2 separate regions of the Capra hircus genome follow, and region 2 is linked to region 1. Evidence: chromatin contacts called from public Hi-C data. All regions are on one chromosome and are shown on one strand. Each heading gives the region's core, a stretch centred on a gene start, on an enhancer-like site or on the middle of the called end of the contact. The rest is flanking DNA. Distances are from core to core; before and after follow the strand shown.

Region 1 (4,722 bases), core at 1,371-3,870:
CTCTATACCCACTGTAACTCTAAGATTCTAGGTTTAGTCAGAAAATAAAATACCTTTTCTTTTTGCATATCTTGGAGTGCTTTATTCTGTTCCTTCAACTGCTGTTCGTTCTTTGCTAAATCTTGCTCCAAAGCAGTCTTGGTGGTCTTCAGTTCTTGAATCAATTTATTTTGGTTTCCAATTTGATTTCTGTTTGATATCAAATCCTCCTGTGCTAGAGAAAGCTTCTCTTCTACAGACTTATAAAAACAATTTCACCAAATTATTATGTCATTTTTAGTAAATTTCAACAGAAACATAATGGTTAATATACATGACAGTTATACATAAACATAATGGAAAGAAATACTTTAAAAATGATATGTAAGTATTTACTGCCTAAGTGATACAAAGAATACCAAATAAGTAGGAACCATATCAAACACTCAGAGAACATAGTTAGATATATGGCGAGACATGAAAAAAAAAAAAAAGCTATTTAAAAAGAGTTACAAAGATTATATATACATACATATTTTGTAGGATCTATGATAACCCTTGGCATATTAAAAGCTTTATTTAATAGATAAGCTTTTTTATCTTGGGAGGAAAATGTATTTTAAATCGCCAATCTGATCAAGTGAACTAAAATAGGAAAGTCAACCAGACATCAGAGGCTCTACTTCTGACAAGGCCATCAGCCCATCCACTTAACTTCTCATCTGTGTGGTGTAAGTAGCACTGTCAGTTAACATAGTCCGTAGTTAGCAACTGTACAAAGGCCCAGATATTTCAAGAAGCTGAAGCTGGGGAAAAGAATAAGTTTTTTGACATCCTAGGTTTTGATTTGGGGGTAGTTGTGGTAACAGGTGGGGAATGGAAAATGGCAGGAACTTTGCCACTCTCAGCTGCTAAGGGTAATAATTCTAAGATGTTCTGCCATCTAGAAAAAACTTATCTTTCTTATCTTGGAGATATAGTTTCTTTGAAAAAAAGGCAGAAGATATTCAGGAGGAATCACTGTTGTCTAAGGTTGGCTATAGTAAGCATTCAATAGCCACCTGACGTGAAGAGTCGACTCACTAGAAAAGACCGTGATGCTGGGAAAGATTGAAGGCAGGAGGAGAAAGGGATGACAGAGGATGAGATGGTTGGATGGCATCACCGACTTGATGGACATGAGTTTGAACAAGCTCCGGGAGTTGGTGATGGACAGGGAGGCCTGACGTACTGCAGTCCATGGGGTCGCAAAGAGTCAGACACAACTGAACAACAATGGCTGGGTCACTTTGCTGTCCACCTGAAACTATCACGACATTATTAATTGGCTATTCTCCAAAACAAAATTAAAAGTTTTGGGAAAAAAGCATTCAATAAAGGATAGATGAAAAATGAATGAAAACCTTATTTAAAGGACTTAACCTTCCTGAAAGAGATTATTCCTTAGAAATAGTTCAGAAGTCTTTTCTAATTAAATTTCCATTTTCAATAGCTTCCAGTAGAACACTAAGAACCGTAACACTTCCTTTTGGGGAACGACCTAAAGTCACTAGTTCTTTACTAATCCAGCAGCTAAGCATTAATTGAATATACTACTAAGGTAGACAGGACAGTGAAAGATGGCCCTGAAAGAAGCTGACCATGTAGCCTGGAAAGCAGAGCCAGAGTGTAAAATCAAAGTTGTACAGGCATCTGCAGTGTGCCAGATGCACAGAAAAATGAATGTGAATGTTCTCTGTGGAATGTTTAAAGAAAGTTCCACGGGCATGTGGGCACTGACTTTAAGCATCACAAAGGGTAACAGTGTTTTCAGGGGAAAAAATAAAATTTGTCAAAGCCTAGCCAATAAAGTCTACACAATTATAATTAGGTCCTGATCTAGTGTTAAGGAATACCAATTCTTGCTAGAGCCTAAAAGCACAAGAATTCCAAAATGCCCGTGTTCTAAATAACAGCCTATAAAATTTGGAACTCACAGAATCCTAATGACTAAAGTCAAGCTAAAAATCTGCACTACTCTTTTCTGAGCCAAGACATACTGTTCTACTTGCCTCTGGATATTCATCTCTGACATTCAGCAGTATACTGCCATTTTAAACACTCCTTTTATCTCTTCTGCTGCAGACTACACTATTTTCATCTGCTTAGCCTCTCTTCCCTTGGAGAACTCCCTCTCACTATCATGGTTTACTGGGGTTATCTTTAACTCACCCACTGCCACTGGAAGAACCAAATCCCTAAGCAGATCAAGCACCACCCTGATCCTGAATACCCCCATTCAGTGCAGCAAAAAAACATTTTCTGCACTGTTCCATGGTAGGTGGTGTTTTTTCGGTCTGTTTAACAATTTTTCCCTTTTTTTCTTTCAACATAAACCTTTAAAAATTTTTAGTTATTACGTTTTCTTGACGCCTGGGTGAAATGACATGAGGAATAGTACTATGCTAAGAAGATTTATACTTAATTGTGAACTTTTTATCCTAGAGTTGTTCACTTCACTGAGGGTGCAAATTTTAGTTAAACTCCACTTCTACCTTTCCTGAACATCAAAGAATAGCACCCAGCAAAGCCAATTTAAAATATCCAGTCAACAAACTTTGGTACTTCATAAATAATCCAGCAGATGGGGCTAAAGGCATAGCTCAAGCCAGCTTGGCTTCCATTCTACTGGTGTCTTGGCGAACACCATCAGCCCACAGATGGCAGTCTTGATTAGGTGTCATGTTAGAAGGTTCTGACCCTCTCCCTTTCTCTCTTTTACACAAGATCATTTAATAATCACTGAAGCAAAAGAAAAAGAATGGTGGATCCCTTATTTTGGCCTGTAAATATCACTTGAACTTTCTGAGGATTTTTAATAGTTCAGATGTCATTTTGGAAGGATTAGCATAGAATCTGTCAATATCCTATCATATGAAAAAAATTTCTAGTGAAATGATGGTAAAAGAATAAAGGTCTGAAGAGCTGAGATCCAGTCACGGTTCTGTTACTGTGCAAACACTAGGCCTGTCACCAACCACGGGGGGACCTCAGTTTCATCTGCAAAAGACAGCTTTGGTACAGAGTGTCTATCCACAGCCTCTCAACAGTTGTTTAAACTCCACAGCAGCCTTACCCCTGTCTTTCTCTTACCCATGTTTACATTTGAAATTTTCTTTCATGTATAAAATTAGAACATGATTTTATAGCTTTCAAGCATAATAAAAATAATTGTTGGCTTAATGAAAAAATACTGATCTGAAAGATCTAAGTCTCTAAAGATTTTTAAATCAGTCATTAGGTTGCAACTTCTCTTTCACCTGAATGTCCATCCAATTCATTCACACTGTCCATCCTTACTCTACCAGCCCAAGCCAGCATCATCTGCACTTGGACTACTGCAGCCTCCTCTCTCATCCCCACATTCAGCCACACTGGCTTAAAATACAAATCCGAACAAATCTTTTCAGTGACTCCCTCCTGCCGACAGGATGAAGTCCAAACTTTTCAACAACCTTCCCTGACTTTCAATAGTATTGTAAAGGGAAAAAATAAATAAATAAATAAAGAGAATATAATAAGTAAGATGCTTTCTAAATGTCAGGTGGTATTAAAAAAAAACCTCTTTCTAATTTTGAACTTCATATAAAAATACAGACATATAAATATCTACTGTTTGGCCCTGTGGAAATTCTTCCCCCAATCTCCTGTTGCTTTGTAAGATCCTGCCTTGTGGCAAGTAGTTCAGATTCCTTCCCATAGAAATCAGACTGAGGCTTGCTACCACTGATTCCTCCACTCCCTTGCACTCTATATTATTCACCCCTTTTGTTTCATCTTCTCTCTCCAATTAATCTCTTCTGTTCCATCTTCTTTAACTCCAGTCCTAATCAGCTCACAGCTAGATTACTGGAGTTAGGAGGAAGAAAGGGAGACAGCCTCTTAATTAATCCTCCCAGCACTAGTTTACACCAGATCCAAACCAAGCTGTCTGTAAACCACTTCCAGGTTAAGTACATATCCACTTCCTTTTACTCCTCTGCTTAGACTCTTCATTCCCTGCTACCTCCAACCCAATATAAAGTCCAGTCAGCACCTTTGCTAGGCATCTAAGGTACCACACAATTTAATCCCAGTCCTTTTAATTTTAATTTCCAAACACAAGTCAATTATGGTGACTGCCTCCTGGCTTTGCTGGTTCCCCCCGCTACTCCCTTTCTCAGTGTCTCCGGAGTGAACTGGTCTTTCTCAGACCCTCTGTATTCAAGTTCTTATCTTTCAGGGTCAGGGCAAGTTCTCACTCCTTCATAAAGCCTTCCCTATAGTAGCCTATGAATAAAGTATCGACATCGTGTATTTATATATTATATATAAAAATATTCTGTGATTTTCAATAGAATTTTTCAATAAAGCATTTTAAATTAAGCAAAAAACAAAAATCCAGACACAGGAAAAGAATCAAAAGGCATACTAATTTCACTGTGGCAAAAAAAAGAGAACTGGTTAAACCTTCTGTGAGAGAATACAAATGTTCCATTTCCCTTAGACAACTGATAATGCTACATAAAAATTATTTACCCTTTTTGTATATCCGTCATTTTAGTAAAAATGATACTTCATCTAATCCAACAGTACTGCCAAGGCCAAAGTATCCATATATGTTTAGATAATTTATTTTGAGCTATAATCTCCTAATTTTAATATTATGCATTACAATAGTCTTGGGAAGTTGACAAAGTCAATATTGAATCTGCTTGCATTTTC
Region 2 (4,722 bases), core at 1,116-3,615, 140 kb after region 1:
TAACTGCAGATGAAGACAGCAATCATGAAATTAAACGATGCTTGCTCCTTGGAAGAAAAGCTATGACAAACCTAGACAGCATACTAAAAAACAGAGATATCACTTTGTCAACAAAGGTCTGTATAGTCAAAGCTATAGTTTTACCAGTAGTCATGGATGGATGTTTGAGAGTTGCACCCTAAAAAATGCTGAGTTGCCAAAGAATTAATGCTTTCGAAGTACGGTGCTGGAGAAGACTTTTGTGAGTCCCTTGGACAGCAAGGAGATCAAACCAGTCAATCCTAAAGGAAATCAACCTTGAATATACTTTGGCACCTGATGTAAAGACCCAACTCATTGGAAAAGACCCTGATGTTGGGAAAGATAAGGCAAAAAAAGGGGATGACAGAGGATGAGATGGTTGGATGGCATTGCTGACTCAATGGACATGAGTTTGAGCAAACTCCTGGAGATCATGAAGGACAGGGAAGCCCAGCGTGCTGCAGTCCATGGGGTCACAAAGAGTCAGACATGATTTAGTGACTGAACAACAATGAACAAACTAAATTGCTTGAAGGACAGCCAAACCCTCATATTGGTGCTTTGACAGAGGAAATCTTCCAGCCCAACTTTCTGCAGAAATATTAATAGAAATGGCATATGATGAGATGGAGAAGCAAGCAGCAAAGCAGCATCTGTAGAAAATCTGTTAGCTTCACATTCTCAAGGTGAAAGTAGAGAGGAAACAACCACGTCTTCTCTGAAGAGAGCTGGGGTTGGGGAAGAACCAGACCCGGATTGTAAAATTTAGCAAAATAAATTCCACCTCAGGAAGCCATTTTTTTACTGAAGGGACCAAAATATGCCACTTTGGCACAAGGATTATTTTGAGCTGATGGCAGTTAAGAAACAGCAAGCATTGAAGAAAAAAACTCTTGCCCTCCCCACATCTGGCCAAGAGCAAAATATACATCTTCATTTGTAAAAGGTTTCCCTCACCTGTACAAGAAGAGAAATCTATCATTCCCTAGGGACTCTTAATCACTGAAGATGGTTCTAGACTCCTACCTTCCCAGAGACTGATACCAAGTGCAATCTAAATGACAAACCTCACAAGTACCCTTATCTTCCATGTTCCCAGGAACTCAAACTCCTTCCCCTTTGTCTTATCCTTCACAAATGTATTGCTCTTTGCTGAAATGACATATAAGCCTTTGGGTCTGATCAGTCCTTCGGTGTGCTCACTTCATTTCTGGTAGACCTCTGACATGCACATTTGATAAATCTTCTTTTCCTGTTAATCTATCTTTTGCCAGTTCAATTTGCATGGCCCCAGCCACTGAACCTAAGAAGGGAGGAGGAAGAGATTTTTCCTCCTATTTTCCAGCCACTTGACCTCCCTTGTTGGCATCTACTCTGAAAATTTGGTCATATTTTTAACGTGACATCTTTAAGGCTATCACCTAAATAATCTTTAATCACTTTAACAGTAATATATTAATTCAGTTCAAAACATTTGATAACTGGATGAAAATAAGGACTTTATTGAGATAAATCCAAGTTGACAATCTTTTTAAAGTGCATTCTGCTGTCTCAATCAGAGGCTTATTTCATACCACACTAGAGAAAATTTAGCTCTTAAATTGTTCCTTGCATCCTCAAAAATACCATACATATAGGGTATTTTATTTGGTCTTTAGCCTAGAAGCTTGTTACTATAGATTCAAATCTTGTCTAGAGGCATCTGCTAAAGTAAAATAGTAATTCAAATAACTTTTAAAATGTTAATATGTTTATATATGAACTTATTTTTAATTGTGATAAGACACTTATGAACTACACAGCAGGAATTGGAAGAACTTCCTCTCTCAAGGACCAGATAGTATACATTTTAGACTTTGTAGGTCATATGGTTTCTGTAGCAACTACTCAACTCAGCTACTGTGCTGTGAAACAGCCATAGACCATAACTGAACAAATGGACATGCTTACCTTCTTTTTTTAAAAATAATGATTTATTTGGCTGTGCCAGGTCTTAGGCGCGGCTTGCAGGATTTCTGATCTTCATTTAGGCATGTGGCATCTTTACCTGCAGCATGTGGGATCTATAAATTACATTTCTTACACTGAAATTGCTTGGTTTTAATATCTCCATTATACCTGTTGACCTGAAGGAAGTAGAATGCTGGATATTCCTCCAGCAAATACGGGTTTATACTTGATCAGCAGAGAACTGCAGTTCAGGTTCTGAAACCATGGCAAGATAGGTACAAGTCCTGGCAGAGCAGGGGAGGAGAATGCTTTTAAAGAGAGGAAAAGGAAGTTGGGAGGGCTATGGTGAAAGAGTCCATGACGTTTCATTGGCTGAGTCCTTGCTAGAAAAGCGGTGCTTCTCCTCTCCTCTGCTGCTGCTGCTGCTGCTGCTAAGTCGCTTCAGTCGTGTCTGACTCTGTGTGACCCCATGACGGCAGCCCACCAGGCTCCCCCGTCCCTGGGATTCTCCAGGCAAGAACACTGGAGTGGGTTGCCATTTCCTTCTCAAATGCAGGGCTCTGCTATAGTGGCAGGGTGTGGGAGCTCCCCCTTCTGGTCTCCTCACTCGTTGATTAATTTTACATACCCAACTTCTGAAAATGAGAGTGTTTCTTCTCTCCTATCCCCTTTCTTATATTCCTTGAAAGTGTGTTAGAACTCACCTATAAAAGTATCTGGGCCTGGTGATTTTCTTTGCAGGCATGAGAAGATTTTTAAATGCTGATTACATTTTAACAATTTTTCCTAAATGTTCATTTGTGTGTTCTCTCCTTTTAATTTCTGTTTATCATGATAATTTCCCTTTCTGCCACAATCTCTGGTTTTATTCTTTTGTTTTCCCTTCTAGTCTCTTAGATTGGAAGCTTAGCTTATTAACTTTCAGGCATTACTTTTCTTTCTAATATAAGCATTGAAAACATGCATTTTCCTCTCCAGGAAGTATTTTTTTTTTATTTTCAAACATACACTATTAAAAGAAAAAAAAATCTTTTAAAACGCATTTCTAACTCAATTGCATTGTTTGTAAAGAATATGGTCTGTATACACCAGTTTTTAAAAAACTTATTCAAACTTGTCTAAACAGTTTGGCCATATATTTCACATAAATGCTTTAGGGGCACTTAACAGGAACGTATGGAATCCAGCTCTTAGGTACAGGGGTCTATATGTAACCAATAGATGAAGTTGTTACTGCATTTTCCAAATCATCTATATTCCTACTGATGCCTTTTATGATTGCTTGATTAAATATTGATATGATATATCTCCCACTGTGCTGGTGGATTTGTTGATTTTCCTTATAGTTCTGGCAACTTTTACATTATTATTATTAGTTTTTTTTTTTGGCTGTTCCGGGTCCTACTTACAGCACACGAGATCTTCACTGCAGCGTGTGGGATCTAGCCCCCTGACCAGGGATAAAACCTCGGCCCCCCTGCGTCAGAAGCACAGAGTTTTAACCACTGGGGCCACAAGGGAAGTTTCTGCTTTATGTATTTTAAAGTTGTGCTATGAGGCCTTTACAACTTTAGAATTATCACATTTTGAGGATGTGAATCATCTATCAATGTTTTTACCATTATTTCAGTAGTATTTTTAAAATTTTAAGGTCTAAAGTGAATATAGTCATACCATCTTTATTTTAGGCCCCTTCCCTGGTGGCTCAGATGAAGAATCCACCTGCAATAAGGAAGATCTGGGTTTGATCCCTGGGATGGGGAGATCCCCTGGAGAAGGGAATGGCTACCCATTCCAGTATTCTGGCCTGGAGAATTTCATAGACAGAGGCGCCTGGCAGGCTACAGTCCATGTGGTCGCAAACAGTTGGACATGACTGAGCAACTTTCACTTCACTTCACTTTTATTTTGGTTATTGTTTTAGTACATTTTGTTTTTTACATCCTTTGAATTTTAGTCTCTTTTTTAATGGTTTAGACAGTGGTGTGCTGGCAAGTGCATAACAACCAGCTCTCTGGGAAGGCAAGGTAGAATCTGATTTGTAGAATTTATTGATTTCTTTTGTATCAATACTCCCACCTGAGATTGCTAGATAAAGTTTAGGCTGCCCAGTTAAATCTGAATTGCAGATAAATAATTAATTATTTTTAATATAAGTGTATCTCAAATATTGCATGGAACACACATTTAAAACATATTTGTGGTATTCACTTTCACTTTTCACTTTCATGCATTGGAGAAGGAAATGGCAACCCACTCCAGTGTTCTTGCCTGGAGAATCCTGGGGACAGGGGAGCCTGGTGGGCTGCGGTCTATGGGGTCGCACAGAGTCGGACATGACTGAAGCGACTTAGCAGGAGCAGTGGTATCAGTGCCAAAATGGGGACCTCCTGGGGAGATCACGCCAAGGAATATTCCCTGGGCCCTCTGCCTAGTGTCCTTATCTCTACAGTGAGCCACAGCCTACCCTCACACCCCAGGAGATACTTCAAGACCTGCAGAGGTAGTTGACACCTCCTAAAGCACTGAAATATACTTGCAAACCAGACAACACTAGGACAGGATGACCAAGGCTGATACCATTCATAACTGGAGATTTCACAGCCATATTTCTAGCCAGGAGTCTCATGGTACATGGTTGCTAAATACAATCAGGCTTAACACAGAGCAATGGAAGACACAGTCCAGACACCATGATAGGACAAGGCGGCTTCTTTCAAGGTGTGGAATGTGAGTCTAGTAACACTGCAT

Evidence for each region. A called contact is a pair of places that touch in the nucleus more often than the background predicts.
Region 2: a contact with region 1 is called in a Hi-C map of blood, with 5 times the contacts expected there. The contact joins two enhancer-like sites. A contact is called at or near these places in 2 of 5 Hi-C or Micro-C datasets (blood and liver).

The regions. Positions count from the first base shown.
Region 1 is chr5:22,431,536-22,436,257 of ARS1.2, forward strand. EEA1 (early endosome antigen 1) reads right to left here. Exons shown (of 31, transcript XM_018047620.1): 24 at 54-239. Among named protein-coding and RNA genes, the nearest start is that of PLEKHG7, 85 kb to the left of the region's middle. Within about 2 kb of position 2,621, at least 1 of the 5 cell types and tissues checked has an H3K27ac peak or open chromatin away from gene starts, as enhancers often do.
Region 2 is chr5:22,567,181-22,571,902 of ARS1.2, forward strand. No RefSeq gene overlaps it. Among named protein-coding and RNA genes, the nearest start is that of EEA1, 23 kb to the left of the region's middle. Within about 2 kb of position 2,366, at least 1 of the 5 cell types and tissues checked has an H3K27ac peak or open chromatin away from gene starts, as enhancers often do.